Regions from separate parts of the Zea mays genome. Here all the other regions are linked to region 1. The links are chromatin contacts, called in public Hi-C maps. All regions are on one chromosome and are shown on one strand. The core of a region is the stretch at or near the end of the contact, and the rest is flanking DNA. Distances in the headings are between cores, read along the strand shown. Region 1 holds the start of LOC103642476 (TBC1 domain family member 5 homolog B). Region 2 holds the start of LOC100276101. Region 3 holds the start of LOC100193760 (Pyridoxamine 5'-phosphate oxidase family protein). Region 4 holds the start of LOC103642493 (oxysterol-binding protein-related protein 4C-like).

Region 1 (7,050 bases), core at 1,557-4,056:
AGTCAATCGTTGTGAACTCTCTTCTAATCGCTCACTTCATTGGTCGTGTTGTACCAAGATATATTTGTATGGAGTAAACAGTAACATTAGTTAGCCAAATCAAAAAATATATTTTACAGATAGCAGAGACAGTCAATAAAAATCTTAAATTTTTTTATGAATAGTTTACGTGGGTATTGTTGTAAGCCGTCGCAACGCACGAGCAACCGACTAGTTTTGATTATAATACTCACTTATGGCCGGGCAAACCCAAATCAGCGCAAGCGTAGCGTAGGTACACCGTCCCGGTCGCTGACAAAACTTGGGGACAGGAAGCCGCGCTTGGTTTGGAGCTAATTATTATCGGCGGCATAATTTGGCGATTGGCATGCCGGTGGGTGCGGTGCTGCCCTGTGAGGCTGCGATTGGCTTGCAACACGAGCAAAGGCGGAGGCTCACCGACCGGCACTGTCCGGATGCGGTGGGCCGGTGGCCGCCTGCCGCCCGCCGCCCGCCCATTGACGTCTTTGGCAGCCGCTTCGCTAGGCTTGGCTTGGTCCGGCCCGGCTCCTGTCGTGCTGCATGGGCATTTTTTTTGCCCCAAAAAAAAAACAAATAGTTTTAGTGTCCATAAAAAATAAGATATGAAGGGAATGTTAACTATGGAAAAGGCATGTGTGGTTACGAACAATTCGAGCTATGCGGGGTTTAATTTGTGAGCCTGGCAGGCATGGATAGTGAATATTCGAGCTATACGGACATTTGAAATTTAGTTTTTATTATAGTAAAACTTATTTGGAGGCATAAATGTTTCTTGCATTTTCTATAAGTTTAGTCGGATTTAAGAAAAATAAAAATAATCTACGTACATAAAATACTCTAGTGGTAGCTTATTTTTTTGTAACGGAGCGAGCATGTCTGTTGCACGATCGACTGACTGGCTAGCTACTGGAAGCAGCGCCACAAAAAAATGATTGCACCAGAAAATGGTAGTGACGGGCACATGACCAGTAGTAGTACTACTGCTAGCTAGTACCACATTGCCAGTCACCTGTTATTATAATTGAAGTGTTCCGAAAGAAATCATTCCACACCTAATACCACCAGTAGCGAATTTGGTTTAGTCATTAGGTCGTCTAATACCCCTGCTTTGTGGTCGACATACTAGACCAAGCTTTTTTTCTTTTAGATAAAAAGATACATACAACCAAACAGTTGCAAATGCAAGGCTCCAAGCCTCCACATCAAGAAATACTAAAATAACAATGTTATAGGCACAAGACAAGAGCGATGCAATGAAAAAAACATCTAGAAAGCCTAAGTTTTAAACTTTTATTTATGCACGCCTTGCTTCAAACTCGATCCAATTTTTTTCTCAGCAACAAGCTCCACCCTTTCATCCACTTGTAGACTCGTGATGTCAGACTTGTCATCGACACAAATAAGTATCATGATTAAAAAACCGGTTTTTATAATAGACTTACTTAGAATTGTAAATAATAGTACTTTTATATTCATAGTTAGATTTAGAATATTCTTTGAGAATTGAGATGTGTTTGTAGCCCCTGTAGCTGTAGGTACAACAGAAGAGTACATCCATTTATTCAGTGGAGTGATAGCCATCTGAAAAAAAGGAGTTGCAGGCATGCAGCCTTGCATTGCAGCTAGCAGTGACAAATTTCCTTTCTTGCAAGTACGAATGAACCGCTAGGTGCCCCAGATTGAGTGCCACTGACATTGTGGACCAGAGCTCATGCTCCAGTCAAACTGTCAAACCAGCAGGAATGGGGTACACGTACAGTCAGCACCAGCTGTAGCCGGCATGCTGAGTCGGATGAAGGGATGGACAGATAAGCATGTAAACAGATGAGGTTGTGGATGCATCTTTCTTGTCTCCCTAGCACACCGTCACTTCGTGTATATATATATAGACATCTACTAATATTTTTTTATCATAAAGACATATTAATGTTCTAATAATAATAATAATAATAATAATAATAATAATAGTAATAGTAATAATTGTGTCTCTTATATATATATATATATATATATATATATATATATATATAATCATAAAAAACATGACATTTTCAGATGATGTATACATACTCGTTTACCATTCAGATACTCAACGTACGTACATATACTCCGGTGAAAGAAACGTCCAAGTTAAATTCAGACACCGACAGCTCTGCTCTGCAATCCTGCCTCCCTCTCTTGCGTTATATCGGCATCCGATGATTACGAAGAACCAATAATCCAGCACGAAAATACGCACGCACGCAGTTCAACTTGGCGGCTAAAGCACGTCGGCGTCGGCGTCGCCGTTTACCAGGCCACACACAAAAGGCATGGCACACGGAAGGGAGGGAGCGTCGCTTGCTGCATCCAGCTGGAGACGAAAGCGAGAGGAAATTGACGTCGTCGAAACGTACCGGACAAGTACACATGCTGCTGAATAGCTTCGGAGAGACGCCGGCTGCAGTACGCCAGATTTCTTCGCTCCATCTTATTTACTACTCATTTTCGTCATCAACTGCAAAAACATAGAAGATTTGATGCGTAGATGCCTTGAATTCAGCCCATATTCGCACACTCCTTAACAGACATAAACATAGAAGTCACGCTCACACGAACCAAAAAAAAATTATATATATATCCTTTTTGCCTGCATCACCAGCTCTACTAAACTTTAGGTAAAACATTGTGGACCAGACAAATTTAATGTCCCATCCTCCTCCGCCAAAATAGACCACACAGCAACAGGAGCACGTCATCCTGCATACCAACCTCCCATCCATTCACGTCTATTCCCTTCCCTTCACAACCCAACCCCCCAACCCAACCCACACACAAGCATATATGAAATAACAATATGGAGAAATAATGCCATGGACCCAAAAAAAAACGCATTAGCATATGCTACATGTTTCTCTGAAACACCCCACCTCAGCGCAAAGATAATGCCAAAAGGCCAAGCCACCTAGCCAATCACTCACTAGTCATCGCCATCTCCCATCCCTAACCACTCTCTCCTTTCCAGCCAGTAGAGAACAAAATCCATGACCTTCTTCTAGATCCCATATATTTTTTTCTTCTAAAATAAACGGGAAAAAAACCGAGCAAGAAATAATAATAGGAATAGGATAGAGGAGACTCCATTCCTGGCCTTCCCCTTCCTCCCTGTTCGGCTTGCTCGTCCAGTCCACCCACGATAAGCCAAGTCATCCACCCCACTCCCTGCCTACCAGGAGCCAAGTCATCCACCCCCTCCCCCGACGAGGCAGGCAGGGACAGGGCACCACGCCATTCTCGCGCGAGGAGAGGGCACAGGAAAGAAAAAGAAAAAAATCACCTCCTTCAACCTCTCCCCCTCCTCCACCGAAATCATCCTCCAGAATCTCCCGATCTTTACTCCGCCCAAAGATCCTATACACGCGCGGCTATTTGTAGCGTCTGCCCTGCCCTGCCCGGCCTCGTGGAAAGGCGCTCCGCTCTTGGCTCTCCCCACCTGCGGGCGGGGGCTGTTGGTTCGGGGGGGAGGCAGTCAAATCCGCCTGCGGCTGAATCGGGGGAGAGGGCCCGCATGGCGGAGGAGGACAGGCAGCGGCGGTGGCGGCGGCGGCGGTTCGCGAACCTGCGCAGCGTCCGGTGGCGGATCGATCTCGGCATCCTGCCGGCGTCGCCCGGGGCCTCCGTCGACGAGCTCCGCCGCGCCGCCGCGGATTCGCGGAGGAGGTGAGGCTGATTTGCCCACTTGCTGTTTGGTGCGGTTCTTGTCGGCAGGAATCTCTTCTCTTGTTTGTGTGTTCGGCTCTTGTTCTCGTCCTCTCATGATTATGACGAGAGAGAGAGAGAGAAAAAAAAATTGTCTTTTGCCAAGGAAACATCGCAATAATTAAGAGTTAATGCTTCCGATCGTATCACGGTATCAAGAAACAACTCGTTGGAAATTTGCATATCTGGTTAAAGGTTATTTTATTGTTCACGTGGCTATGAATTTCGATGGGACAAATTGCCGCTGAACGGCTGGTTGCTGAAGTTGTCAACTTGTCATCTTTATATGATTGGGCCAAGGGTTCTTTCAACTGATCTAGGTGTTTCTGGTTTCTTGTAGGTATGTTAGTTTGAGGCGCCGCCTTATGGTAGACCCGCATCTTCCAAAGGAGGAGGACAGATCATCCAACCTTGTTGTTGACAACCCGCTCTCTCAGAACCCAGGTATTTTTGTGCTAGACCTAGACATGATTTCATGACCAGAATGATAAGCATGAAATTTTGATGATATATCTTCTGAATGTAGATGTTTATTTTGTTTGCTACCCGTTTACCTTTGGCAAGACTTAATTATTAATGTTAGTGGGAACTACTATGTTTATTTTGCATCGTCATCGTAGATTCCTTTTTTTCTCCAAACAACGAGGTTTCTCCTGGATCAGGTTTTAGGTATGTTGTGCACAGTGCACAATGAGTAAGAAATCTATATATTAAAGTAGAAAGGTGTTTATCTGGCCTATTTACACTTTGGCATACTGACTTTATGCTTGTTAGTAGCATAACTACACCGGTAGAAAGGAACCCATAACTCTAGATAACCAACAAGAACAAATATGGTAAAATTTTATTTTCTTAAATACGCTGGAGCTCAAGCGTGGGACACTAATTGATAGTGAACTCTATAATTTTGATTGCAGTATGCTATCAGGAATTTAGAGGCTGGATTTTCCCATTACAACTAGATAATAATTCTTGTGTTGTTCTGTTTCTAAATGGCATTACGATGGCAGCTTTATGATGGTGAAATGGAAGAATGTTGCATGCTCTGCTCCAGTGCTTCCTGCTAAAACTTTCAAGACCTTACATTTCTATTTAAATTCCTTGTGCAGATAGCAGCTGGGGCCGCTTCTTTAGAGGGGCTGAGTTGGAGAAGACAGTTGACCAAGACCTGTCTCGATTATATCCAGAAGATGGTAGTTACTTTCAAACGCCTAGTTGCCAGGCCATGCTCAGGAGAATACTGTTGATGTGGTGCCTTCAGCACCCAGAGTGTGGATATCGCCAAGGTAAGCAACTCTTTTAAATACATGAGTGTCAATAAGCCTTTGCTGCATATCTAATTGGCTTTGCTGTCTCTGAGAAATGTCCATGGGGTTGAAACCTTTTGTTTGCATTTCATTAGAGATAAATTGGTAGCGCTTGTAATTTAATAAACTAAAACTATATTTTTAGATTGGATTCTTAGGATATATTAATAGGCACTAAGATTCTCTTATAAGGGAATAATCACTTGATTTTACTATATGATTCTAAATCTATAAAGCTGTGATAAATGCCACTGAATGACTACTTTTGTTGGTATTAAAGTTTGATTAATTAGTTTATCCACATGATTATCCGTAGCTTTCTGCAATTTTTTATTTTATTGCCAAATATGTACTGATTTATGGACTACTTTCACAGGAATGCACGAACTACTAGCTCCTCTAGTGTATGTTCTTCAAGTTGACATTGATAAACTATCTCAAGTAAGGAAGCTCCATGAGGATTGCTTCAATGATGATTTTGATGGAGTGGCTTTCCCAGATACAGATATGCTTTTCAGTTATAAACCTAGAAAGGACTCAAACTGGCATTCCAGGGCTGACAATGGCGATGATTCTGAAAGCGCTTCCAGAGTTAACACTCTTGATGAGCTTGACCTGGATACGAAGGAAATAATTTCACTTAGTGATGCATATGGAGCCGAGGGTGAACTAGGCATTGTATTGTCTGAAAGGTTCATGGAACATGATGCTTATTCAATGTTTGATGGTTTGATGGACGGAGGTAGTGGAGTGGTCTGCATGGCAGAGTTTTTCTCTACATCCAAGGTTGGATCTAGCTCAAGTCTAGCACCTGTCATTGAAGCCTCAGCATCTTTATTTCATTTGCTTTCCATTGTTGAGCCATCTCTTCATAGCCATTTCATTGAGCTGGATGTAGAACCGCAGTATTTCGCTCTTCGTTGGCTGCGAGTCTTGTTTGGACGAGAGTTCTGCCTCGACGATCTTTTAGTTGTATGGGATGAAGTTTTTGCTTGCTCCAATGATATGCTACTTAGAGAAAATGAAGAATGCAACTTTAAGATATTGTGCTCATCTAGAGGGGCATTCATCGCAGCCATGGCGGTCTCTATGATTCTTCACCTTAGATCATCTCTACTAGCCACTGAAATCAATACGTTATGTCTTCAGAGGTTATTGAATTTTCCAAACAACGTTGATGTGCATAAGTTAATTGAGAAAGCTAAATCTCTACAGTCTACTGCTATTGATGCGAATACATTATCCCCATCTCTTTTATCAAAGAAGGATAGCTGTGATTATGATAGAGTTTATAGTAATCTTGCTACTTCAACTCCTCCAAGGACTCCGTTGCATCCATTAGCTGAGAGTTACTGGGAAGAGCAGTGGAGAAACCTGCATAATGACGGAACTGCTCTTAAGGAGAGTGATAATAAGGGTCTTTCTTATAAGAGATCATTAAAGCAATCTTTGAGTCAGAGGCTTGGTTTATCTAGGACAGAGTCAGATCCTTCTCCAGTTAAGGTAGTCAGTGTGAATAATGACGCGAGGAATTCAGTGAGACGGTGTCTTCTAAACTCTTATTCAGATAAAGTAGTACAATCCAATGAAGTTATTGGAAAATTTGAGCAAGATAAATTTCCTATCGTGTCGATTCACAAGGAGACTATTTTGAGTTCTGAAAGGTCTTCACAGCTAAAGCTAAAGGCGGCTAGTGAGAATTTAACAGTAAGTCCACCACCAAGTGTGGCGAAGTTCAATCCACTTATAGATTCACCGGTGAAGCCTGCTGACGAGAGTTCAGCGAAAAGGACAGAAGATTGTTCCAGTGGTGAAAATTCTCCAGTGTTTTATACAGCTAGGGCTGGTAATGAACATGAGAATTGTCATGATAATGATTCCGAGAAGAGCAGTATTACTTCAAATTCATGCGCCGGTGATGATTATAGAGACGAAGTCTTGCCAGACGAGTCGTCCAGCTGTAACTGCGAGGATAAAACCGTCT
Region 2 (7,050 bases), core at 1,666-4,165, 350 kb after region 1:
CAAATCACCGTGTCATCCGCTTTATTTGCTTGTGATTTGTTTTTGCCCTCTCTTTTGGACTCGGCTTTATTTCTAACGCTAATCCGGCTTGTAGTTATGCTTAAAGTTTATAAATTTCAGATTTGCCTATTCACCCCCCCTCTAGGCGACTTTCAATATCCACCCCTTTTATAGTTGAAAGAGGAGAGAGCCAACAACTTCTATCTTGATAGATCGTAGAGTCGTACACACTAGATGCCTAGATCGTGCCATAGTGTTGAGGATGTCATAATGCTTGTTGGTACACTGGCATGTTCAAGCGTAGCTACATGAACTATGGCACATATTAAATATAGTGGTCCTCGAGTATGCCTGTTGGTTATATCATAACAATAATGTGTATAATTGACCACAATATCACCCATCACAAATATTGTGATGGACGATAGCCTTATCAAGACTCTATTGCGAGGTCGTCTATAGTAGAGTCGAAGATGATATTAGGGTCGTACCTTTCGGAGTTGTCCTGTTAGGGCAAGACCGATTATATATGATTGATCAAGACTCTGAGTCACGAGGTCCTTAGAGATCGTGAAGCCTCAAAGGTCCTAAGGGACTAGAAGATTTCCATAAGCATGGGACGCCCTAAAGGCCGGAGAGATCCTAGGGTCAATGGTTTTGCCCATGGGGCAAATGTGGCTGGGCTCATTGAGGGATCGTGAGATCAAGTCCTATAATACATAGATCATCGTGACTCTACATCTTAGCTAGAGTTGAGATAGATCTTATGTGATGTAGAGTATTGGCCAACATTAGTTATACGTTCAGTGAAGCATTTATGACAACATTCGTTAGTATGATCTTTCCAAGCGTCGATGGTCGTATTGAGAGTTGAAGTTATTATAACTAAGGCCTTTTTTGAAATCCTAGAGCTAATAGTTAGTCAGATAATAAACTAATAATTAGCTATGAGTTAGATAAAATTTAGTTTGGGGTATTATGCTATTCGCAATGGACAATATCATACACATTAATGTGACACCACATATGATTTTTTTTGCTGATGTGGCAAGATATTTAATAGTAGAGAGAAGTTGTATGTTAAGTAAGATAATGTTTCACATGCTATCTTAGGTTATGACATAAAAATAATGCTTGAGTCTATTTTCATAGACACACCATCAACCATCACATCAATTAAATAATTAAAACATATATGTATGATATTATACATTGTGGAGGGTGTATCATGTAGTTGTATCATACTTTTCATCCTATATGATATTTTTTGATATTGAAGTATGATACTTTGAGAATAGTCTTAACTAGCTGCGTTTGGACTTTTACAGCTAATTTTAGCATGTACCTATTAGCTATAAAGGTTGCAACAAGACCTAACAATACCATTGGACTTTGCCTTAGACCAAAACCGCTTTAATCTATCTAGAAAGCATCAAGGAGTCGTTTGGTTCATAAAACGTAACGTAAATAGTTATGGTAATAATCCACGCTTAAGTGCCAACGGTAATAAGTTTAAATATACCAATACTTTCTAGTGCGGTATTTGATTACAATTAAACTTAAATAAATATAATTTAACATTATCAGTTATCCATCATTTTACAAATATGCGAACCAAACACCATCTAATATAGATGCGACATGAAATGGGGATATGAAGTGAAGCTTTGATAATTGTGGTCAAAAGCGTGGTTTTAAGACATGTGAGAGAGACCATAACTGAGGTCAAAAACGTGGAGGACTATACAGAGACTTGTACTCTCTCTCTTTTGAAACAAATGCTGCGGCAACTACCCGTTTTGACTAGCATTTAAAGAACAGTTTGGAATGCAGTTTTTTTTTGGGTCTAAATTTAACGGGAACCTATGCCGGACCTGCTATGCATATCATGTACTCCAAATCTCTCTAAACCACCCTCATCTAATCTAATCTAGGGCATGCTTGTTTTAGTTTTTTTACTAGCCTTTCTGAGAATCTAGTCGTAAGAATAATTTGGCTGTATAGCAGATCTAAGTACGTACGTATGAAGGGTCCGTACGATTTAGAATCTTAGAAGTGATAGATTTTATCGTGACATTTCGATCGATTGTGTGCTTACATTGATTTTAAATAGTTTTTTTTTCAAAACGATCCTATAAAACAGGTAAAAAATTAGACGTTTAAGAGTCCATAGAATCAGAAAAAAGTTGAAACAAACGGAACTAGACCTAATCTAACGCTCTAACGCTGCCGATGTGGGAGATTGTACTATGGCAGATATGCCACGGAGTCACGGACTGCCCATGCCACATGCAACTTATTCACGCAGTGCTATATACAGCTAACCTACAGCTAACCCCTTATTATTGTGCATCCACCTTTCAAAAAAAATACAGTATATTTTTTCTTTGTGTATTCTTGGCGAACGCATGGAAACTTAATGATTTCATATGAGGAGCTGTAATGTTTTGATCACTCGTACCGGTATGTATGTATTTCGAATCCACCAATTTAAACGAAAAAATGTTTGTTATGACAATCCAAAGATAGTGGATATAAAACACGTTTGTCGACCGCCCTGCACGCAGACTTTCTAGTCGAAATACACACATGTCGCTGGGCCGGTGTCGGAAAGTTTGGTTGCCATTTGCCAATGGCTCGTACTACCGAGATATTGGTTTCATTTCCTCCGATGCTTACCGGGCCTCCATTAGCCCCTTCTGTTTGTCTATCTGGGCCTCGTCACCTCCGATGCGGCCCAGAGCCACCCATGCAGATGCAGCGGGTCCCACTGCAGGGACACCAGCGACGGAGACACGCGTCGTACGCGGTCTCCGATGCACTCCACACTCCCCCCTTCCCTCACAACTCGTGCCCTTCGTGCTTCTATTCTATACCTGAGTGACCACCCGCTAACCACAGTCACCACCGCTAACCACAGTCCACAGCCCAAAGCGGCGGTCGCTCCCCCGCTTAAACCCTCGAGCCCGCTTAAACACCGACGAGGCGAACGGACCAGAGTCGGCGAGCCCCCAGGAGCCGACTCCGCCTCCGGCTCTGACCAGTCTTTAGACCCCCCCCCTGTCCCAGGCGACGACGAAACCAGCAGCGCTGCGCAGCGCCGACCACTCCGGGAACCTCACGATCCAGGGGAGATGCTGGTCGCCGCCGCCGCCTCGCCGTCGCAGCCGTGAACCGGTTTCCCCAGGGCGGAGGGACTTGGGCTCAGATTCGGCGGATCTTGGGCTGGTCTCGTGCATTCGAGCCGCTGCAGGCGTCTGGGTAACCGCTTCTCTCGAGGTATTTCGGCCGCCGAGCACGGGCGCGAGCCCGCGATTTCTTAGGGTTTCTTTTATCCGTCCGCTCCCTGATTCCTGTGCTGTTTGCAGGAAAAGGAAACCAAAGCTGCTCGGCCAACTTTGGGATCAAGGATCGGCGAAAAGGAAAAGAAAAAAGGAGGGATCTTTTTGGGAGGGTCTGTTTGAGCCTTCGGGGTTACCATAGCCTCGGGCAACACCGTGCTAATGGATTTCTTCAAGATTAAGAAGCTCGCGAAGGGGAAGAAGAGCGCCGGGGGTGGGGGAGAGGCAGTTGAATCCGACGACGACAGCGCCGGGGGTTTGACCCCCCGGGGCCTGGAGGAGCTGAAGCCGGGCATTGGGGAGAGGACCAATGCCGAGGCGGCGGCAGAGGGTACAGGCGCGGGCAATGGGGTGGTTGAAGAAGAGGAGGAGGAGGACTATGAGGACGACGATGATTTCATCACCAATGAGGTGAAGCGGAGGCTCAAGGAGCTCAGGAAGAACAGCTTCATGGTGCTCATCCCTGAGGAGGAGTGTGCCGAGGTCGAGGATGACAGCGGGGAGGAGGAAGGGGGCAGCCCCAGGGAGTGGCTGGAGACGGGCGTTGGCGATGGCTTCCCGCTGTGTGGGTTTGATTCACTGTATGATAAGTACTGCGAGAGGATGCTGGTGTTTCATAAGATGATCGCGCAGCTCATGAAGGATCCAGGTAAAAGATGTATCATGCAGCTGACTATGGATCATGGATGTTCTCCTATATGCTTGGTTGTAGCTTCTCACATGCAGTTGGTTGTAATGTGATGCCGTGTGATTATGCATGTACCTAGTCTGATGCTATAATTTAGCATGTTTGTCTTGGATACTTCTTAGTTATCAAGGCCCAGTTGTTGCTATTCTACTGTTATAGATTATAGTCAACATGGCGACTTGCTAGCATTTTATATGGTCCCTACTGTAAAGAGGCTTAATGATGAAACAAGTGGTCCATGGTAGTTGCATGCGTAATTTGGTATGCCCACAATTTTCACTTGTATTCTTTCTCAAACATTTCCTCTTTTAGAATGAAGCCGTAGCATCAGACACCTTAGCATGGGCAAGAAAAACACAATCAACCACTGTTGTCATCTTGTGCTTAGCAGTACTCAGATATTGGAGTCCTAGATTTTTTTTTTGTGACTCGGGTAGTCAGGTCGGGCACCTATGTACCAGTGTTGGATTCAGGTGGTATTTGGTGTGAAATATTATGTTTCTCTTCAGCATATTTTATTTACTGCTTTCAGGATTCAGGATTTAGTATCCGCTCTAGCAGCGTAATTTTTCTTTTGTCTTTACTATTGCTTAATGGATTTGACATTGTCATTTTGCTGCTGTTTGCTAGACTGCCAATGATTTTTCAAATATTTAAATAACCCCATCTGCATACTTTAGCTATTCTGATGGTTCGGAAAAACCTCTGTAGAGTCACTGAACACGCCAAAAAAGTCTCCAAGATCAGCATCAAAATTGGCGTCTACTCTACGCAGCCTCTCATTCAAAAGAAAGGATGAGCTCCCAGAAGATTGTGAACAACTTCAACAACAGCAAAGTGCAGATGATCCACATCAGACACTTGAGACTGCATATGTTGCTCATGTTTCATTAAGCTGGGAGGCTCTGCATTGCACCTATGTGCACCTGAGTCTTATTGTTGCAGCACAACCTGATAATCCTACAACCTACAGCTGTGCTGCTCAAGCATTCCAACAATTCCAGGTCCTGTTGCAGAGATTCATTGAAAATGAGCCATTTGAGCATGGTACCCGGGTTGAGATATATGCACGGTCTCGCAGCTTGTTGTCAAAGTTGCTTCAGGTCCCCACTTTTCAAGGTAAGATTATTTGGGTTATGTTGCTGACTTTTTTTATCATAAATGTAGCCTATACCATCAAAATGTGTTCCAGTGGGCTGTGGAATCTAGAATATCCACTGAACTTTAGTGTTGGTTATGGTTCTATAGACTCATGTTGTCATGTTATTAACTTCAATTCAAACTAAGATGTGAACTGTGCTCTCGAAATCAAAATGACAGCAGGTGTGGTTCAGGCGTTTAACAAATGCCTAATGCTTTCCAATTAATTGTACTAGAACTGTTTCTCTTAGTCTTGGATTATTTCATTACGAGATATCATGGATTGTAACTCTCAAATGCTTATTGTTTGTTAGGTATGTCGATGGTCCCTGTTTTCTTTGCACTTAAGCTAATCCTGTTTTTTTTTCTACATGAAAAAATGGTTCCAGAAGTTCAACCTGTTTGATAATGGTGTAAAAATTGATTTTGAATCCTGTACAATCATGACACTGAGGGAAAATAGCTGTCCTGATATTGCCAGTACACGAGGGGCATTTTCTTTTGGACGCGTTCAGTGTAATGCAGATTAAACCCTTGGTTATTCATAATTTATGTCCTGTACTAGCCTAGTACTACAATAAATAGGTTTAGTTACTGTGTGGTCTGTAGTCTCTACATATTTCACGTGGTACAATCCAATTCAATCTGCTGTACATTGGCAATATTAATGAGCAGTGAGCACTGACCAGTGATGTATTGGGTTCTTTTCTGTTTCATGTTTATGTAGCAGTGGGGAAACATTAGCAGTGGTTTGTTTTGTACCATTATTCGATCTCTTTTAGGAAGATGGTAACTTGAGTATGTACGTTTGGTACTAACAGCTGCTTGTTTCATTACTCATACGATTAAGGTCAAGTAGTCTACAACTCAATTGGTATACGTTAGTTTTAGAGCTTTTTATCTGCAAATTTAATATGGATAAGTATGCCATGCGCAAGTCCTGAACTATAATTGTTGTTGTTTTGTCAACACCTGTACTGTCAGCTTACTTGGTAGTTGGTACAGATTTAGATTATGAAGTTCGTGAGTAGCTACAGCTGGTTTGTTGAGCCTCCGTGCTGTGCTTTCATAATGCTTGACTACATTACTGATGAGTTATTTCTAGTTACTGCTGCAATATGTTTAATGCAAGGTACTTATAATCCCGTACCGAATCACGCATTAGATTGTACTTTGTTCTACAGTAAGGAAATAATTACTGAGTACATCAGCACAGTAAACACTGCTGTTTCATTTTATTGTGTGTCGTTTAGTTACTCATTCGTACAAGTAAGCTCCATTCCCTGTACTAGGTTTCCAAATCCATATCATGCTAATGTCTGTTTTTAGTGCTACATATTTGGCCAGCTGCTTGTATTGCATAACTGAATGGTTCATGCTTGATAATACTGTTCTGCTTATCATTTCTGTTCTCTGGATTCAGTCACAGATAGGAAAAGCAACGCTGAAGATCAAACGGAGCCAGCGATTTCCGCACCTGATCTCATCAAACTGCTGGAGGAGTCTATCCTAACTTTCCGCCTTTTCCTGAAGAAGGACAAGAGAAAGAGCGGTGTTCTTACGGGCGCTAGTCATGGCCACGCTGGGAGCTCAATTCAACAAGTGCAATCTTCACTCGATAAGGTAAGCCAAGTCTTATCCTGTGGGCCAACTGATAATGAATCTCTCCTTCATAACGTGTTTACACGATCGTTCGTTTCTGTACCATCCTTATGGTCCCACCCACCGAAACACCTAGTAGCAAGGAGGACACGTCTTTCCTAGCATTTGATTCTGTTCACAGTTGTTGCTGAGTCTGCGTAAGTTGCAAATGTCTTTGCTGAGTAGTAATTACATCACCCCCCCGAGGCAGACCTTTTGTGCTGTAAGCTGTATTATACT
Region 3 (7,050 bases), core at 3,141-5,640, 350 kb before region 1:
TATTATTATTATTATTATTATGAAAGTAATTTCTAATATATAACATATGTTAATTTAGACACTTCAAGGAAGCATTTATAAATACATTACTCATATAAGGGTCTTTTTATATAGTCTTAAAAAACATTTATTTAAAGGAAATATGCCTCTTTTAATAGGATACATAATTGAAATGGATTCTTTATTATTTCTCAGCTGACTAGGGTTTTAGGAGCTAGATTCAAGGTTTACAGATAATCATTTGCCTCTCTGGTGCAGTGGATCCCTCACGGACGCGTACAATCACCGAGTCGGGTCACCAACAAATCATTCGGGGTGATCACCGAGCTCCAATCGTCATCTAGACGTTAGGTCATGCCGATCACCAAGATTAATAAGCCATAGACTTTCACTTGGCCAAGAGAAACCTAATACATATGGTGTATGCTCTAGGTGGCTCTCATGTGCACTAATAAAATTCTAACGTGAGATTATGACTTTGTTAATTGTCTCACTAGGCTTTATGAACTTGCAATGCTCTAGCAGTGAATGTTTGTTGGTTGGGACAACAAGACAATGAATATGGCTATATGGTTAGTGGAGGGTATAAATAGCCCAATCACCCCAAACTAGTCGTTTCTGTATGTTCTGGCGTGGTCGCATCGGACAGTCCGGTACGCCACAAGTGGGCTTTCAACGGCAAGTTCTGACAACTAGCCGTTGCATAAAAGAGCATTGTACTCTGCACAATGACTGTTCGATACACACTGTACAGTCTAGTGCCTCTCTCGAATTTTTACGGGCTCTCTGGTAGGTCTCTGGGTTATCTAGACTGGCTGGTCAGGGCACCAGACAGTCCCCCAGAGTAGCCACACTCTTTTCTACTTAGGATTTTTCTAAACCTTTTTCAACTCTAATTTTGTGTGAGACATAGAGTTACACCTAGTACTAGTTTTGGGTGTGAGCATGCAACGACCCTACAATAGATATCTTTTAGTCAAACTACTCATCCAAAAGTCCTCTTTATAGTACGTCTAAAATAAAAATAAAAGTCATAACTCTATATCAAGTGTCTTACAACTCCTTAGACACTTAGAATATAAAGACCTTCATCTTTTGATTCGCTTTTTTCAACCATCGCTTCAAATTTAATATGATGGATTGTTTTCACCTGTTGGAGCGCAATTTCTTGCATTTGTGACCTAACTTACCATAAAATCTGCAAAACACACGTTAGTCACGATATTCTTACGCTGTCATTAATCACTAAAACCAACTAAAGTCATAGATGCTTTAAGTTTAAGATGGCTTTCTATATCTTTAGCACTTGCATCAAACATACCATTTTAGTCACTTTTATCTCTTATTGTTTAGACTTTAACTCCTAAAATGACTAAAGTTTAATCTCGAGATCCAATCAGGGAAATTATCTTTAAAAAAAGATGCTGGTACCCAGGTAGCCAGCCAGAAGCCGGAAATAGAGAACAAGAAGGTCCGATTTCCTCAAGAAGCAACCGCACAATAATAATTATTAATAAGGCAACACGAGCATATATACAATCTTCACCACAGCTGGAGAGCGAGACTCTCATTATTTAAAAAAACAGCCATCGTTTTCACTTGTATCATGCTACCTGCTACCATTACGTAATCCTTGGTCCGGTTGCAATGAAACCTTACACCACCAGAAAAATGGGTAGAGCCAGCTCCTGCAACTTCACTTTATTTGCTGCTTGTCTTTGATTATCTTGTGGAGTGCTTTCTTGGCTTCCTCCAGAGTCTCAACCTTATGAGGGACATCAAATGCTAGCCTCTGAATATTGAACTGCACAGAACAAATGCAAGAACTTAGAGAAAATTAAATGTCATTTGTCGAGAATCAATAGCCCTGTGGTTGGTCGTAAGCAGTTAAGCATATATTTTACCTGTGCACCCTGTCGAACCCGTATATCTATCCCTTTGCTATCTACTGATATAAGCGCAGCATCATCAACCTCCCCTTCTGATGATAGGACCTCCCGAAGTGGTTTAGAGAAAATAGCGTTCAACTCCTGCATGAAATGCATCAGAATCTTCCACTGTAGAAATCAAATGACCCAGCTAACCTGTTGCGACCATTACACCATGTAAACTAGGTATATCAGTGATCTGGTATGGCCGGTTACCTTTAAACTTTGCAAGTCACCACCATCAACTGCTATCTTGTCAGGTTGAATCGTTTCATACTCCTTAACATCTATCCATGCGACAGTTCCGAAGCCCCCGATGAAGTATATGTCACTGTAATTAGTGAGATAGTTTGTCAAAGATCCTAATTCCCACAAGGCTAGTGACAAGCATAATCCTGCTCTTGATGATCAGGGAAGCACGTATTTTAAACCACAGAGCTGAACTCAAATGATAAACGGATAGCAAAACACAGGATGATGAAGGGACATAACCAATCAGAAGTCCAGACCTTATGTTGTGCATCCTGTAATAGTAAAAGTTTCCCCACTGCTGTGATGCCCACTGCTGATGTTTTGCTACATATTGCTTATGTGCCCATTCCTAATGAACATGAACAATCAGTTCGTTCACCAAAGTTCTAAAACCAATAATGGAAGAACAAAACATGACTCAACGCTTCACATTAACAGTTCTGAAGATGCATCATACATTCCGAATTCAAATCATGTCTCAAGAGCATGACGAAAATACTAGTCCCTTTACATCCACGATGAAGTCTTACCAAGAACAAATACTAGTAGCTCAAACAGGAGTTACCTAATAGGGGAATTTTATGTTGAAAAAATCTCGGTACAGAAAAGACTACCAAACAACAGTTGTTTCACAGTAGCATTCAGAAGCCAGAAGTGACTATCATATGACAAGAAATGCCAGTAATCAACGGAACACTAACTACCTAACTGATTGAAGTATCTAACAACGAAAGGCAGTCAAAAAGAAACCTGTTGTTCAGCTGGCAAAGGGTAAACATCACCAAATATGGTGACTCGCGCGTTCGACAGTCCACTCCATCCAGGCACCTGTGAAGAATACTACCAAGAATGAAACGTATGTCCCATAACTCCAGAAGAAAATATTAAGAAACTTCGTACCTGGACAACAAGCGTGCATCTTGGGTCAGCGAGTAAGTTCCTCGTATGGATTGCCAAGGGTGACAGCGAAAAAATTGGGTCTGCAAAAAGACATCAACAGCGACAGTTGGAAAGGGTGGCCTAACAGAGTTTAGCATCATTTTCCAAAACCGGTACCAATAAGGAGCTAACTCACGGCCCATTGAATCGTTAGCAAAGTCGACAAGTGAACCAAACGGATATCCAGTACGGCGGTGGTGCATGCCAGACATGACAGAGCACAGGTGGGCAAACCGCGCCTGGTACACAAGCATAAGTCAGGCAGATAAGAGAAATACGAGATTTTGCTTCACAGGCAGGAAGCCTTGAGACGGTAGATAGCAGGAGCTACCTGTTCCATCAAATTGCGAACAGCCAAAGCCGGCGGAGGTAGACCGTGGGCGAAAGTTGCACTCTGCACACCACCTGATATGGGTGTTCTAAACAGGCCAGCTCTAGATCCACTAGAGTCAGTACTAACGTTAGTTGATGAAGCCTTCTGTGACTTGTCAGCTGCAATCGGTAGGACTCCATTTAGACTGGAATCGCTATTCAGCTGCTGAAAGATACATTTAGTATAATGAACCCACGGAGAACCAAAAGGTAAATGAAGTTGAATAAACTGCTGCATATACTGTTCTTTTAGCAATAAAACAGGAAGATAATAGTTAAATAGCTTCTGTAGATAACGGAAGTGCTACACCAAAAGATATCCCGTACTTCCCAATTGACTGGCATATAACAAAACTTTAGCCATCTCATAAACCCTCCTAAACCAGTTGCGCCTGCAACCACACCATTATATCCAGCCATCCAGCTCGCGCCATGCCTCGCATAGTCGCATCAAGTCTAGAATCAAACAGAACAGCCTAATCGCACCCAGATTCGTCCAATACAGGCCGCCGCTCCATTACTCTCGCATCAAACGCGACGGCCCGGGAAACCACTGGCTGGGCCTTGAGGGAGGCTATATATCCTAACAGAAGCTATTACCTTGAGGACGGGAGACCCGTTGGCGGCGTGGGCGTCGTCCTTGCCACTGACACCGCCGGCGCTAACCGCGCGGAGGGGACCGCAGCGGCTAGGGCGGAGCGCGAGGGACTGCGCGGCCACGCGGGAGGGCGGGTGGCGCGCGGGGAGAACGGAGGAGGATGCGGCGCCCGCGAGAGCCTCCATTGGTTGGTTGGGGCAGGAGAGAGAAAGAGAGGGAGGGAGAAAGAGAGGAGGGGTGGAGCGGAAAAGCGGCGAGCGTGGAGCAGAGAGACTGTGTGTGTGTGAGAGAGAGTTCGGCGAGGCGGCTAGAGGACGTTGGACGGGGAAAGGGGGGTTGGGTTCTGGCTTGCGGATTTTTGGAGGGCGTGTCGGGGCAGAAAGGGTGACGTACTGACGTGTCTCATCTTCGTGCGTTGGATTAGATGGGTGGGACCCTGCTCTTCTTTTTATAACATTCTTCCTCTACAGATTTTCACGTGCGGAAAAGGTAAAAACATCAAGTTCTTACCTCCCTACGGCCAGCGAGAGCACAGCTTATACTGAATTGATTTATATTGTAAAAATAAAAAAATATAATATAAACCGTAACTATCTAATAGTTTTAAAAAGGCTAACTCTTAGAGCTAGTTTAGTAACCCTATTTTTCTAATTGTTTTTTATTTTCCAAAATATTTAGTTTATTTTTTCAAGAAAATAGGAATCTATTGAGAAAATAGAGTTACCAAATTAGTCCTTAAAACATAAAAAAATTACCGAAAACTTTAGACCCTGTTTTAAGGCATCAAATATAGAGCGCGGGTGCGTTTGGTTGAGGAGTCAATGAGAATGAAGCGGCTCCATTCAATTTTTTTTTAAAATATTTAGTTTCCAACAAAAGAGAAGTGGTGCGGCTCCTGTAGTCTCCATATGTAAATTTACCATAAATAGTTGGAATGCTCCCGCTCCACCAAAATGGTTGGATGCGGGCGCTTTCTCGGACGCGAGCGCTCTCCTTTCTCTTCTCTCTATACTCATATGACTCTCCAACCAAACAAAGAACGGAGCGGCTCCGCTCTATTTTATTCTTCAATCAAACAAAAAATAGAGTGAGTCTGTTCTACTTGTCAAACGGAGAATAGAACGGCTACATTATCAAAAACTAGAATGAAACTGATACATTCTAATTGACTCCAACCAAATGCACCCTTAGATATAGATGTTTTTGAGCGCTACGTAACAATATATACAACCAGGGACGGAGCAAAAAAAAACTTTTTATAGAAGGCTCAACTAAACCACTACAATATATAATATCCCTTCTACATTATATTTGTACTTTTGAAATTTAGAAAAGCTCCAGTCAGTAGGAGTATATGGACTCGGGAGTGATAGAGGGCCTGGAGCCCCACCGCTGCCTACAGCGCAACCAAAACTTTGTGCTATCAGTAACCTGTATAGCAAAATCCTCTTGGTAACGTGCCATGATTTTATAGTACAATAGACAATCATGTGGTATAAGAGAGAAAAAAGGATATGATAGTTAAATACATAGAGGAATATGAGTCCAGAAGATTATGATATAGAATAAAGAATCTTGCTAACTAAACTACAAATAGTAATATATAATAATATAATAGTATATAAGGATATAAGTAACCTACACAGCTGATAGCCTAATCCCAAGTACCATGCAATGATGCAATCATGCAAACATCTAACTCAGTTGATCTAGAACATCCGGTACAAGCACAGGATCACTGACAGGGTCAATCGAATTCATGAAACACTGAAACAAGCGGTACAACATCTGTTCTACATTATTCACACACTGGTTATTCAATGAAACAACTGCAAATTGAGGTGCGATATCTGTTCTACAATTCACACGCTGGTTATTATCCAATAAAACAACAACGATCAATTCGAGGTACAACATCTGTTCTATTTCTCTACATTATTTGCTACACCGGTTACGCACGTCAGTTCAGAGGGTTATAGGAGAAATCAATTGGCAGCTTCTCCAGCTTTAGAATCCACACTTGCGCCACCGTTGCCCTGAGATGATGCATCCGATAGCAAAATACCGATGAGTTAAATGGTACGATGAAGAGTTTAAGGGGAAAAAAGTTCTGAACATTCTGAATAACTACTCAAGGCTAACCTTTACACAGACATAGATGTAGTGGACATCAGGTTTGGGGCCAAGAAGTGCAGCTAGTGATGTGCTATGGTCCTCTAGAGGCAATGGCTTTGTCAGTTCCCATTTGTTCTGATTCGAACTTTTCTCCCATCTTTCTGCAATAACCCAGTACACTTACAGTTGTAAGCACAAGCATTTTACCATGAAAAATGAAAACATAGCTACTCTGGAATACATTCATGAATCTAAACGTTACTTTGGATATGAGAAAAGGTCAATGTGATTGGAGCTCTGCAAATACCGGAAGGTGCAGTTGAATTGGCCTGATGGTGAGTAACTAACTAACCTATGACATGGAGCTTTACTGTCCATTTTTCCATGTCCTTCAAGAGACGCAAGCGGTAACTTGGATCCCCATAAGTGATCTAAGACATTATAGGAGTCAGAAATTTGTTAAAGACACCAGATGAGCACAAAATAACCACATCTTTTAAAGAATAAAGAATCAAATAGTTCAGGTTACCAGCATGTAGACACCATTTTCCTTGAGGATTCTGCATGCAGGACCGGTAAATAGAAGCTGTATCCAATCAAGCAATATATATCACGGTAAATATCATTGTATTATTTACCTGTTGACCTCCTCTAGCATTTTCGTTGCATTCTCTTGGGAATTTTGACCACACTGAAATACAAGAGATGCTGCTGAGTATCACACTGGGAGAATGTCAAAGCGTCCTGACAAAAGTACACTCACCATAAGAGAATCCAGTGTTCCTGCAAATAATAAAAAGGGGTTAGAAACTAATGACATGTTGGGCATCAGTTTACAGATGTTAG
Region 4 (7,050 bases), core at 2,495-4,994, 270 kb before region 1:
AAGATCACCGCAGTGTGTCAGATCGCTACTTTCAGATCCCAATACTGGTTCTCTTAACCTAGGGCAGCATGCATGAAAAAAGATAGCAAAAATCATTCCATGAAAATAGCAGCGTGGCAATAATATCGCCAGCCATAAACTCATAGAGCAGCGTACATGAAATTTGGTTGAGTTCCTTAGATAGTTCATGTATGTCGTGAGCATGTTCTAGTACCGAACGATGACCAACTATACATAACTGAATTTCATAATAATTTTGTTGGTACCGTAATTAGGGATATCCAGATCACAAACCTAAACTGTCTAGATGTTTGAGTAAAAAAAGGGTCATAAGCACACACGCTCCCAACCTTTATCAAGGCGCGTGGAACCAAAGTCACGACTCGACCGTGCTCAACCTTTGGGCAGGAAACACATTCCCGACTCGCCCGAGACCAGTCTCAGGTGACGCTCCGCCTTGTCAACCACTCTAATCCCAGAACGTGTGTCCGTATGTTTGCTTACCAAGCTGAAGGTGCCAAAGTAAACAAAAGCCAACACGACTACGGTCTAATCTACCTTTACCGCCCACGACGATAGTCATGCCACGAATGGCTCTGTCCCCCACTCCGACCACTGTTTCAACCACCCAGAGCATGGCTACATGTAACGTCTAATCCCAGCCTCGGCCTCAGGAGAAATATTTACCTCGCCCGAGCCCGACCTCCGCCAACTGCCCCAGCAAGGGAGAACGCACATTAAATGGTACATGATCTCCCACAAACCTCGCAGAAGACCATGCCAGGTATGTTTCGAACCACTCCGACTCGGCACTTCCGCACCATTGTACATGCTAGGGCTCGAACACATGCCACATGCTCCCAAGCCCAGCATCGGCACTCTACCCAGTTAAGAGAACATGCTATATGGATCAGACATCATTCTCCTGACCAAAAGCGACAACAAGGACGAGGGCCATCCCACTGACCATACCACTATAGGGCACAGACACATCTCATATGACCACAACAACAACATAACAACCCTTGTTCTCCTGAGCCTCCTCCTTGCAATAAAACGAGAAGCCCGGGGCCTTCTATGGGGGGACTTCACGGTTCACGACCCACCTCACTTATGATATTGGCACTCGCCTCAATTATACTTAGAGACTTGGGACTCGCTCCATCTCTCGACTTGCTTGTATCCCCTACTACAAGCACTTAGGTGCAAGATAATACTAGCCTCCCTCCCCCGCTGGATGTAGAACCTTCTCTTGCTCGAAGCAGGTTAAATCTTGTATGTCTTCTTGCATCAATCATCTGGAACAAGGTCATGCAGCGCAAATTTATTAGATGGTTAGGACCCTCGGGTCGAAACACCGATAAATTTCTATAAAGTACAGAATATGACCAACAGAGGGACTCATATTTAAGGCATTTCTATTTACATGAGTCTGACATTGTATGTACATCGAAGTTGTGAACCACATTCCACGATGCAGGTAGACATTCTGCCAAGGACAGTGACAGCGGTGGGGCGGATGGGGCTCGAACCCCTATCTCTCCCGAGTCCATGGAGCCTCCTAAAAATTTAAACATATATAATATATTATATAAAATACTTATATAAAAAATATTAGTCCACTAATTGTACATCCTACTATCAAAAACATAAGCCCAACAACAAACCATACCCTCAATTCCCTAGTTCCCCGCATAGTGCTCTCTTCATGGCCTTCTTCATGCCACTCTCTCTCTCTTCCACGCACGCCGTGTCGGTGTCGCCATCCCTACACACACTCTCTCCTACGCCGTCACACACATGTGGCCTACGCCCTGTGGCCTGCCATGGGCCCACAGTGTCGGCACGTCTCCGACTATGCGGCTAGAGAATAATTATTAATTTGAAGGTCCATGAATATTTGACTGGTCGATTATGTCTAGCTGTGTAGGTTGCTTTCTCGGATGAATAACGGTTACGGTTCGACCTTCAATTTGTGTCTATTCCTGATTCGGTCTTTTGGTATGGATAAAGTCCGTCCTTTATTTCCTTATTATGTATTTTATGATTTTTATACTTCATCAACATTTTAATAAAAGACTATTTTAAACTGGTATATCTATCTATTATAAATGATTTAGTGAGATTAGATCGCTCTATCAGTTCAGTCACCCCTAAAAAAAATTCGTGCATCCGTGCCTCCCGGTTGGAAGTGTCAATAGAATCAACAAACAATCAATTGTTATCAGCTTCATACTCTACTCGCCGTTAGGAATCCAATGAAATCACTTCCCATTGGGAAAACCGTGAAGCAGCAGAAATCGAATTCTACTGGGAAGACGCGGCCCTGCCGGCGAGCATGCGTGCAGGAGTCCAAGCATATCTGGGGCCGCCGCCCGCCGGTGGAGTGGCGCGCTTTCGGGCTGGAGACGACGACACGGTTTCACAAGGCCTCGGCCTGCCCTGACGCCCGAATTTTTTGCATTTTAGTCCTTCATCGAAAAAAAATTCACGTTTAGACCCTAAAAAATTTTAATGTTATTTTTGGACCCTTTACTCGGCGCCGTAGCCTGTGGCGCCGAGGTAATACAGCTCGGCGCCATAGGCTATGGCGCCGAGGTACGTGCTGCGTTGGCACAAACGGACGTCGTGGCGCCGACGTGGTACCGAGCTCGGCGCCATAGATCTTTGCGCCAAGCTCCATTCTGTATAGAAAACTTGTCTAGCTCGGTTGGTAAATCATAAGGCTCTTAACCTTGTGGTTGTGGGTTCGAGCCTCATAGTGGGCGTTTTAATATTTTTTGTCTTTGTCATTTATTTCTTTTTTTTGTTGTTCATATTTTTGGTTTATGTCGCTAATTTGTCCGTCCTGATTTATTTCTCATCCAGTTTTATTTTTGTGACTGGATTGTTTATTCGTCTAGATTTTTATTTAGTGCAGAAGAAAAAAAGATGAATATGTGTGCTTCTTTTTACTGGAAATATGTTGTTATGTATTTAAAATTTATGTTCAAAAGAACTAAATGAAAATATAATATTTTTATTTGATCACGATTGAAGTAAGAGTGTTCTCATTTGATTTTTATTGTGGTTAGCTGAGCAAACAAGGGGAGAAGTTGATGGCTTGTGAGCACTGTGGCACACAGCTGCTGTGCTCGCGGGATAAAAAAATCTGGACGAATAAACAAATCAGTCACAAAAATAAAACTGGATGAGAAATAAATCAGGACGGACAAATTAGCGACATAAACCAAAAATATGAACAACAAAAAAAGAAATAAATGACAAAGACAAAAAGTATTAAAAACACGCACCGTGAGGCTCGAACCCATGACCACAAGGTTAAAAGCCTTGTATTTTACCAACTGAGCTAGATAAGTTTTCTGTATAAAACGGAGCTCGGCGCCAAGATCTATGGCGCCAAGCTCGGCACCACGTCGGCGCCACGACGTCCGTTTGTGCCAACGCAGCACGTACCTCGGCGCCATAGCCTATGGCGCTGAGCTGTGTTACCTCGGCGCCACAGGCTACGGCGCCGAGTAAAGGGTTAAAAAATAACATTAAAATTTTCTAGGGTCCAAACGTGAATTTTTTTCCGATGAAGGATCAAAATGCAAAAAATTCGGCCCTGACGCCCACACGGGAGCGGAGGAGGTGACGTCGTCGCGCCGCTGGCAGGCACTGGCAGGCAGGCCGGGTTGGCGCATGCGTGTGCCGTGGGCGTGGCGGCTATAAATAGATTGACGACGCGCTAGCTTAGCCTCGGGCCAACACCACCAAACACCAACAGCAACACCAACAACGGCGGAGCTGCCAAAGAAAGCAAACCAGAGGAGAGAAGAGAGGAGGGGTTGGCTGGCTGGCCCTGGCCGTCGTCCGCCGGTAGCTCGTGGTCGCTCGCTCGCTCCATCATTCCTCCCTCTCCGCCGGCGTGCCCGCCCGCCCACATGGTACGTACGCGCGTTCCCCCGCCCGCCTGCTTGCCTTGCCTTGCCTTGTCGTCCGCACTGCCGGCCACCGTGACCCGCGGCGGTCCATGCGCCGTCGTTGGTCGGAGTAAATGAGATTCCCGGACGTCACCTTGCGACTCGCGTGTGGCCTCGGGATCGCTAGCTTCGCTTCGCTTTTAACATTTCTTAGGAGAAAAGGAAAGAGGTTCCGTTTACACAAGAACCGGCGTATGCGTGTGCGTGTGCTCCGTTGGCTCTCGGCGGCGGCACCTTTCCGTCGCCGTCGCCATGGCCACACGCTCCACAGACAAAGTACTGCATACGTATGGTCCGCGTATACACACTCTCGGAAAAGGAGGCTACCTACCTACCACCCGTATACTTGTACTTGTACATACACGTTGCAGCACACACAAAAGGAGTTTCCAACATTTCTTATCTGGGGCAGGCGGGCGGTCCCCGTCCCCGTCGCGTAGCCGTTTCCCCTCCGCCTTTCGTCGGTCGTCGCCCGGCCTCGGGAGGTCCGAGATTTGTTTCTTCGTTCATTAATTATAGTAGAGGGAAAACCTTTGGCGCGCACGCACGCGCTGCCAAATCTGACGCCCGCCTCCACTTGGCCAGTGCCAGCGTCTCGATCGGCGGAGCGCCTGCATTCCAATCTCGTTCGGAAAAACAAAATAACAAACGCTGTTGACTGTCGTATCTGATCCTGATCACCTGATGTGACGCAGACGGAGTCAGAGGGCGAGGCGGAGGCGGCGCGCGCGGCCGTGCTGACGCCGCCGCTGTCGCTGGGGGCCGGCGGGCTCGCGGGGGAGCTCCGCCCGGCCAACCTCGGCCAGCGGGTGCTCAGCCTGTTCCGCAACGTCCGCCCGGGCTCCGACCTCTCCCACTTCCAGGTACCTGCGTTGCGTTGCGTTGCGTGCGTGCGAGCGCCACTGCCCACTGCCCACCACCAGCTTACGCTGACTCTTGTGTGGCTCAACTCAACCATCTGGAACGACACAGCTGCCGGCGACGTTCAACCTGCCCAAGTCGCAGCTGCAGCTGTACGGCGAGGCCGTGTACTGCGGCGGCGAGGACATGCTGGCGCGGTGCGCGCGCGGCGCCGACAGCCTGCAGCGCATGTGCGCCGTGGTGGCGTGGAGCATCTCCACCACGCGGCCCCCCATCTTCGGCTTCGCGCCCTACAACCCGGTGCTCGGGGAGACGCACCACGTCTCCACGTCCGCCGGCCTCAACGTGCTCCTGGAGCAGGTCTCGCACCGGCCGCCCGTGACGGCGCTGCACGCGACGCACGCGCGTGGGGAGGTGGAGCTGGTGTGGTGCCAGAGCCCCGCGCCGCGGTTCCACGGCGCCAGCGTGGAGGCCGCGGTGCGGGGCGCGCGGGAGCTGCGGCTGCCGCGCCACGCCGAGACGTACGCCGTCGGGTGCCCGGGCCTCGTGATCCGCCTGCTGCCGTCGCCGGGCTGCGAGTGGGCCGGCGACGTCCGCGTCTCCTGCGCCGAGTCCGGGCTCGAGGCCACGCTCAGCTACCGCCGCAGCCGCCGCTCCTTCCTCGGCCTCGGCGGCGGCGACGCGCGCTGCGTCAGGGGCAGGGTCTTCCGCTCCGCCGCGCCCGACGACACGCTGTGCGAGGTGGACGGGTTCTGGGACCGCCAGGTCTCGCTCAGGGACGTCGCCACCGGCGAGGTCTCCGTGCTCTACGACGCACGGCAAACCATCGCTGACCTGGCCACGCCCGTCGTGCAAGACAGAAAGGTAGGAGACGACAGGACACCAGTAAGTTATTGATGGTGAACAAACGGTGCATGCTGATCGTGCTACATCACAGGGCGTGTCCGCCTCGGAGTCCGCCGTGGTCTGGGCCGAGGTCAGCGCCGCGATCCTGAACAAGGACTGGGAGGCGGCCAGGCAGGCGAAGCGGCGGGTGGAGGAGACGGCGAGGCGGCTCGCCAAGGAGAGGAACGAGCGGGGGGAGGTGTGGACTCCCAGCCACTTCTCGCTGTGGCAGAACAAGCACGGCGACTGGGAGTGCTGGCCGCTGGAGGACTCCGTGCCGCCGGCTCCTATTGTCGTCCCCTCTCCTTTGTGACTCCAAGTCCACTAGCAGCAGATCTTTGTTCACTGATAACATACGACGAACGAACGTGAACGTCGAATACATCTTTCTTCTAGCTTCGTCGCCTTGAGAATGCTGTTATGCATGCATAGTAAGAAAAAAAATTAGTGCAGCCCTGCTCAAACAGTCTGGTTTGCAGCTCCTCACAAAAAATAAAAATAGACCTCACACGCAGCAGCAGTAATAACACAACTAAAACGTTATCTGGTGGACCTATAGATGGGGTCTATCTTTCTTTTTTAAGAGGCTGCAAACAGTATGGTTTGCAGTAGGGCTGCACCAAATTTTTTTCGCATAGTTAGCCACGGTTTCTAATGACAGATCGGCGGCAAATGAGCACTCAGTGAAGGAAACAAAGTGGGCTCTCAGACCAAGAGAAACAAAAACAATACTGTATGAATCCACGGTCCACACTAAAAAGCGACGAAACAACGCACAACATTTTCTTTTCATGGAACAAACGTTGGACAGCAAGAATCATATAAACGAGGGCAAATCTGCAAGGGCAAAATTATCATTTCATCTCATATTTAACGCCAGTCTTTGATCTGAAACCATAGAGGTAGAATCACAAAACTAATTAGGCAACGTCAGCCTTCGATCCGAAATCATAGTCTTAGCAAAAAATTGTCTGTCTTCATTTTGTGGGAAGTTGGGTGTTCCTAAGACCGATAAAGAACTTTAGTTTTAAATGATAACTAGTTAAATGAACGTAACTTGAGGGTAATCTGCAACATCTGCGAAACCAAAGCAGGATATTCGTTGGCCGCTATGAATTTCCACCGGCAATGGTGTGCGGCCATGTGGAAGGAGAAGGATATGGCCACCAAGAGGGCCGCCGCAAAGCTCGTTGCACACCCTAACGATGTTTTTTTTGACAACGGGGCATAACCCCATATTTCATTAGAAAATAGGCAAGAAAGGTTTATTACAAGACCCACAGGCAAAGGTAGCAAAAGTCAACCAACAAGCGGTCACACATAAAGGCTACGCTAGGCG

What was found. Hi-C and Micro-C count contacts between places; a contact is called where the count stands out from the background.
Region 2: a Hi-C map of tassel shows a contact between it and region 1, with 2.0 times the contacts expected there. The contact joins the promoter of LOC100276101 here to the promoter of LOC103642476 in region 1. A contact is called at or near these places in 2 of 25 Hi-C or Micro-C datasets (ear and tassel).
Region 3: a contact with region 1 is called in a Hi-C map of tassel, with 2.9 times the contacts expected there. The contact joins the promoter of LOC100193760 here to the promoter of LOC103642476 in region 1. A contact is called at or near these places in 3 of 25 Hi-C or Micro-C datasets (ear, leaf and tassel).
Region 4: a contact with region 1 is called in a Hi-C map of bundle sheath, with 3 times the contacts expected there. The contact joins the promoter of LOC103642493 here to the promoter of LOC103642476 in region 1. A contact is called at or near these places in 3 of 25 Hi-C or Micro-C datasets (bundle sheath, ear and endosperm).

Annotation. Positions count from the first base shown.
Region 1 is chr1:195,329,924-195,336,973 of Zm-B73-REFERENCE-NAM-5.0, reverse strand. LOC103642476 (TBC1 domain family member 5 homolog B) reads left to right here and starts at 2,806. Exons shown (of 5, transcript XM_008665742.3): 1 at 2,806-3,720; 2 at 4,100-4,203; 3 at 4,869-5,045; 4 at 5,443-7,050. The coding sequence starts at 3,569.
Region 2 is chr1:194,978,525-194,985,574 of Zm-B73-REFERENCE-NAM-5.0, reverse strand. It overlaps LOC100276101, which reads left to right and starts at 2,915. Exons shown (of 5, transcript NM_001374096.1): 1 at 2,915-3,279; 2 at 3,369-3,990; 3 at 4,741-5,148; 4 at 6,593-6,792. The coding sequence starts at 3,504.
Region 3 is chr1:195,681,712-195,688,761 of Zm-B73-REFERENCE-NAM-5.0, reverse strand. LOC100193760 (Pyridoxamine 5'-phosphate oxidase family protein) reads right to left here and starts at 4,390. Exons shown (of 9, transcript NM_001138846.1): 1 at 4,092-4,390; 2 at 3,451-3,654; 3 at 3,256-3,358; 4 at 3,081-3,160; 5 at 2,931-3,008; 6 at 2,438-2,529; 7 at 2,145-2,259; 8 at 1,905-2,030; 9 at 1,481-1,804. The coding sequence starts at 4,274. The coding sequence ends at 1,697. LOC100194012 reads right to left here. Exons shown (of 9, transcript NM_001139075.1): 4 at 6,968-6,987; 5 at 6,843-6,895; 6 at 6,734-6,764; 7 at 6,557-6,635; 8 at 6,232-6,365; 9 at 5,866-6,125. The coding sequence ends at 6,075.
Region 4 is chr1:195,605,249-195,612,298 of Zm-B73-REFERENCE-NAM-5.0, reverse strand. It overlaps LOC103642493 (oxysterol-binding protein-related protein 4C-like), which reads left to right and starts at 3,744. Exons shown (of 4, transcript NM_001329465.1): 1 at 3,744-3,929; 2 at 4,661-4,828; 3 at 4,938-5,690; 4 at 5,764-6,163. The coding sequence starts at 3,927. The coding sequence ends at 6,024.